2 separate regions of the Zea mays genome follow, and region 2 is linked to region 1. Evidence: chromatin contacts called from public Hi-C data. All regions are on one chromosome and are shown on one strand. The core of a region is the stretch at or near the end of the contact, and the rest is flanking DNA. Distances in the headings are between cores, read along the strand shown.

Region 1 (3,023 bases), core at 371-2,870:
AAAACTTGACCTGCGGAGAGTAAGACAGTCCCCGAGTATTGTATTAAGAAGAAGACCTTCTCACACAGGTCGAGAAAACCCTCGAACCCCTGCCCCACCCATACACAGCGGCATCGAAGCCCATGTGAGAATGACCGCGACCAGGGCCGAGCATTAGACCTGTGCTTTGGCGTGGGACAAAAAAGGGGATTTTTTTTAACCACGGCCTGAAATTCGCTCCTACGGAGAGTCGTACACAGGACCTGAGGAGTGCTACTCAAACCACCTAACCAATTCAGCTAGAGGCCCTTTCATTACATTTGGCAGGATAGCAAAGTAACTAAGATAAAATGTAGTGGTCCTCAGTCCTGAGTTCCTGACATTAGTAAGCTATCAGTGACAATGCAACATCATTAACTGTTACATCAGTGCTGTATTATGCTCAGTCAGCAAGATGTAGTTTGGTTGTACAGGTGCCTAACTAGGGTAAAGCTTTTCCCACCTATCCTATATAACATGATGCCCTAATAATTAGCAACATTTGCAGCGAGACATAAAAAGGTTAAGGATGTTGGAACCAGTGTGATATCGAGCATAATTTTATGCAAATTGAGTTAAAACAGCTAGAAGAAAGTTTTTATGCTTGCAATAAAAAATTCCAAGACACATCAATATTAAGATCGATTCAACAAAGGTAAAGGTGAGGGGTGCACATATTAGCCTGTGGGGCATTCTTGTTGCACAAATATAAAATCCGAATGGGCATTGAAGCAATTCTGATCAAACAGATCTACAGATTCAGGACAGCACACAACATGTAGGGTGCATTATTATTGACAGAGAGCATAACACAAAACAGAACTACAATATGCAATCGAAGGTAGGCGAATTGCATGAGCAAGTTATACATTTTTCCTTCACGAAATAGACACACACACACAATACAGAGTCAATACAAGTGTCCTAAACCCCGAAGGTACAAGATTTTTTCCTTAGCAACACTAATATCAATATTCCCATGCATCACAATCCGGAGCATGAGGAAACACCGCAGCCATCTATACTCAAAATTCAAAACACAATGAGCTATTAAGCTTTCCTCCAAAAGTGCCAGCATCCCTATTTACCAGCACTGCCACATTAATCAATACTGATCTAAGCCGTAACCCTCCTTTAAACGCGTCCTCGACTGTCGAACACCAAGAACTCTCTCGTCGCATCCGCCCCAAGTCCCCAACCGAACTTCACATTAGAACAACCCCGAGAGAGGGGCCGGCGCCACCAACCCAGCAACGCGAGATCCGACCGACGAGGCGGTCCAGATCCAGCGCGGTTCGAGAGATTAACCGGGATGGGTGCGAGCTGTGACTTGGATCCGTGGCAGGGAGAGGCCGCGTGGGAGTCGTGGGCACGCACCTTGTGGTCGGACTCGGAAGCGGAGGCGAGCGCGAGCAGGGCAGCGAGGGCAAGGGCGATGCCGAGCATGAGGTAGCGGCCGCGGCCGCCGACGGTGGAGGGGAGCATGCCGCCGCCGACGGCGAGATCTGGAGAGCAGGAGGACACAAGAGTGTCGCGGTCGCGAGCCTTGGGGTTCGGCGCTCGGGTTGGTCCGAGACGGCGTGGGTCACGAGCCCAGCAGCTGCCTGGAAGGTAAAATCCCGTATCGACCGGTGCGGTGTGTATCCATTTTCCCTGGTCGTTTATCGTATTTTCAGTAAGAAATCGGAGACAGAAAAAATACGATAATAAAAATCTAAAATCTCTTGCCGAAACAGAAAAATCTAAAATCTCTTGCCAAACAGAGAAGGTGATTTTCTGACCGTATCTTCTGTTTCTATGTTTTCGAAAAAATATTGTCGGATACTCGGAGCTTCCGATTGGCCATTTGTCAAAAAGTCGAGGGCTCGAGGCCTCTAGCCTCCCGAGTCCTTTCTGCAAAATGTTAAAAAAAAATTACCCCTAAAAACTGATTATTAGAAGTAGGCTAAAAAATTTTAAGATTTATTGGGTATCATAATTAGTGGTATTCAGATTATGCTATTAAACATGTTTAACATCTAAGTACCGAAAAATCGGAAAACACGTTCCCGTGGTTTAGCAGGGTTGAATCACGATTTCCCCAATACCCCGCTCAACAGTTGCTCAAAATTACGTCTCGTTCGAGCCCATCCTCGGGACAAGGCAGCGCCCGGGATAAATCCTTGTCTCGTCCGAGGATACCTCTTTCACGGAACGACCATTTCTGCCTCGCCAGAACTCGTCTCGGACACGAGGACAACCCTGAGTCCAGCCTCAGTCAAAGGTCGCAGGAACCGTGGAGACGTGTGCATTAAATGCGACGATTCGGATATCTACCCCATATGACACCGCGGTCAAACAGGGGACGATGGGACCATGGTCCCATCTACTTTCGCCAACTATGATGACGCACGCCCACGAACAACGGAAACTGCTCCCCCACACCGGCTACTGTTCTCGAACAACTCCGGATGGGACATGCACGAGTCTGGCACAGCCTCACCCTCGGAACAGAACTCTACCGCGCCCGAAGACGGTTTCAGCCTCGGGAGAAGACTCTGTCTCGCCCGAGATCGGCCTCGGCCAACTGCCATGGCAACAATTCCCCGCGAATCTCGCAGGAGGCCACTCCGGCGACTGTTCTAACCACTCCCTGTGCGACTGCATGCCCCGGCGCAGGTCCGACTGTCACACCCGGGTTTTAGGGGCACCAAACCCGGGCGCAAACTTCACCAAGTGTGCTAGGATCAAGTCTCGCACATATGATGACTCATGGTACAGAAACGAATGTCACATCTTTACTATACAATCGGAGTTCTGTACAAAATAGCTAAATAATTACATCATACGTAGACAACGATCCAACAATCATAGTTGACTCGGAGACGACGGCCTAGACCACTCATGAGCTCATCACAGCATCCTTCACGCGCCTCATCCTGTGGTACCTGTCCTTGACTTGGGGGATGTGAGTACAACAAGGGTGAGCTCACATACGTTCATCGCTCAACAAGTTGTGGGGAATA
Region 2 (3,023 bases), core at 144-2,643, 520 kb before region 1:
TTTGTAATGCTTTAAGTTATAGGGAATCTTGCTCGCTGCAAACGAATAATAGCCACAGTGGTAACAAATGTAGGTGGAGAACCTCACATGGTAAGACATCAATATATCGGTTCTTCTCTCTATTAACAGGATAATGAGCTACACTGATCGTTTTCATATGTCTAATATCCTGCAAAAGTGGCCATGAAACATTAAATACTTAGAATGCATAGATTTCATCATGACTAGAAGCATTCAGCAGCCTAAAGCATATTATATAATAAATACAGCATCATGTCTGCTTCAAAAGAATAAAAATATTAATATATTATAAATTGTTGTGTTATGCAAGACGGCTTCTGAAAGTTTTGAAGGATGGAAGTTGTATTGTTTTTTCAATACAACTTCTATAGATTTTCATGCATTTGTATAAGACGCCAAAACTGGGCTCTTAAGTGAACAGACTGAAGAACAGCTGATCAACAGATCATGGAGATGTTGGTTGGATATGGCAGATTGGCCATATTACAGAATGACAGAACGCCCCTTCCGAGTTTATCTCCAAGAAGGTTAATGATATGAATAAATATATCTGACCTAGATGACTGTCCATGTAAGGCATAAAATACACCTTACATTTATGAATACCCTAGTGTAAAGAAACTTTGGCAGCCTTTTCTTCTAGACAGATAGAAATCAAACTCGAGCCAGATGGTAGTGACATTTTACTATTTTTTAAAACAAAAAAATATGATTAAAACCTTGTATTGCAGATGACTTTAGCGACGACATTTAACTTATTGAGTACCCATACACGGCATCCTCTACCAACACACTCCGAGCAGATCCCCGATGCTTCACATTAAATCGATCCAATAGCAACAGCCGTGCTTTGCTTCGAAGCAAAACGAGCAGAATCGAACAAGAGTCATCCGTACCGATACCGAGAGGCTTCTGAACTCGTCGGACAAGTCATCCCGGCGCTTCCCCTTGTACTCGAAATGCGCGAGCGCGTCGACGCAAAGCCCGATCTGCTCGGGCGTCAGCTCAGGCCGTGATGGCGGGTCGGTATCGACATCGAAGGGGTCGAAGGAGGCCCCAGGGGCAGGAGCCCGGCTGGAGGAGGCCCCAGGGGCGGGAGCCCGGGAGGAGGAGGACCCCGGCTCCGAGGGCCGCGACGATCGGCGAGGGAGGGCAGCGGCGGCCCTCATCAACATGCCACGGAGGCCGCCGCCTCCTGCAGGACGTCCGGCGGCACGGGAAGCCAGAGCGCTACCCGAGGATGCTCCGGAGGCGGGGTCGCGGCAGCGGTGGTAGAGGGGAGCCGAGGGCTCGCGAAGGTTCGCCGGAGAAGACGCCGTGGACCGTGTGGAGTCGTTTTTGCTATTACGGTTTTTTTAGGCGTGGGTGACCGGTCCATGAAACTTTTAAAGTGTGTCTATTTAAATTTTAATCGCTATTTAGGTATGTTAGCTTATAGAGTTCCGGCTGACACTTTGGACGAATACATTCGTATTGGTGAGAGTACCGCTCTGGAAGCTTTGTGAAAGTTTATAGTAGCTGTTATTGAGGTATTCGGACCAAAGTACATGAGATTGCCTAACAAACAGGATACAACTAGGTTGCTTGCAATTGGAGCAAGTAGAGGATTTCCAGGTACGCTCCGATCCATAGATTGTATGCATTGGAGCTAGAAAAATTGTCCTACCGTATGGCACGGATGTACAGGGGACATAAAAAGAAGCCCACAATTATACTCGAAGCAGTTGCATCTAAAGATCTATGGATATGGCATGCATTCTTTGGCATGCTTGGTTCACACAATGATATTAATGTGCTTCATAGGTCTCCTATATTTGCAAGGCTTGCTGAGGGAGAAGGTCCACAAGTTAAGTACAACATCATGGGCATGATTATTCAATGAGATATTATCTAGCAGATGACATATATCCATCGTGGGCAACTTTTGTTAAGACCATTCCAGAGCCACAAGGTAATAAGAAAAAATATTTTGCAAAGGCACAAGAAGCCTGTCGAAAGGATGTTGAAAGGGCATTTGGGGTTCTACAATCTCGCTTTGCTATAGTTCGTGGGTTGGCTCGTTTGTGGGATGAAGACACACTCCATGATATTATGATGGCTTGCATCATACCGCATAATATGATTGTTGAAGACGAACGGGATGAGTACGAAGGAGAACAAGTTTACAACTTCGACGATATGGGATAATATCTTTGCAACTACGACGACATGGGACAAAGGGTGACAGTGTCACACAATTCTTCACCTGAACTTGATGCATTCATTCAAAAATACAAAAAATATCAAGAACAAGGAAACCCACTATCAGCTTAAGGCAGACCTGATCGAGCACTTGTGGCAAAACCATTCTGAGTTATATAAAATTGATTAATGTGCTCTTTATTTATTTTTATCTACTTTATGTAATAAGAACAAAGTTGTGCAGTAAACATGGTTACTGTTTATTTCCACTTCAATTGCCTGCAATCATGTGTGGAGTTACGTGTTCATAAAAGGTGAGGATAATCTATGAATCAAATATTTATGTTTTCAAGAAATATCCAAACGAGATCTTGTAATTTTTTTTCTGTTGTTGTGTACCATGCAGTTCCTTTTTTCAGTCCACTACACGAAACTTGAAAAAATTCAATCCCTTTTTGAGTACCATGTGATGTCCCCTGTCAAGCAAAAGGGAAAGGAAATTCTGGGAACAGAAAAATCTAGCAGCAAAAATCATCTTGGACTATAAAGCCATTAATTTATTACATGCTTATGGAAGTTGATTCATGACCTTTAAACCATTACAAACTGAAACTTGAACAAGATGGTACTTAGATGAAATGTTGAACTAAAACAAGTTTGTTGACAAAGCATACTTAACTAAAACTAGAAAATTCTAGATATTGAAACGTCTTGCAAGAATCTCATTCTGACGATCTTCATAATACTGCTGTTGTTTATAGTTCATGGTGCTAAGGTCCAAACCAATTATTCTATCCTCTTTGAGCTGTCTTTGGAACGCA

Evidence for each region. Hi-C and Micro-C count contacts between places; a contact is called where the count stands out from the background.
Region 2: a contact with region 1 is called in a Hi-C map of leaf, with 2.9 times the contacts expected there. The contact joins the promoter of LOC100282709 here to the promoter of LOC100274791 in region 1. A contact is called at or near these places in 3 of 25 Hi-C or Micro-C datasets (ear, leaf and tassel).

What each region holds. Positions count from the first base shown.
Region 1 is chr3:141,533,087-141,536,109 of Zm-B73-REFERENCE-NAM-5.0, reverse strand. LOC100274791 (Transmembrane 9 superfamily member 1) reads right to left here and starts at 1,620. Exons shown (of 12, transcript NM_001320176.1): 1 at 1,396-1,620. The coding sequence starts at 1,503.
Region 2 is chr3:142,050,680-142,053,702 of Zm-B73-REFERENCE-NAM-5.0, reverse strand. LOC100282709 (receptor-type tyrosine-protein phosphatase S) reads right to left here and starts at 1,393. Exons shown (of 8, transcript NM_001155616.2): 1 at 918-1,393; 2 at 88-169. The coding sequence starts at 1,196. LOC103650643 (glutathione S-transferase T3-like) reads right to left here. Exons shown (of 2, transcript XM_023302127.1): 2 at 2,810-3,023. The coding sequence ends at 2,897.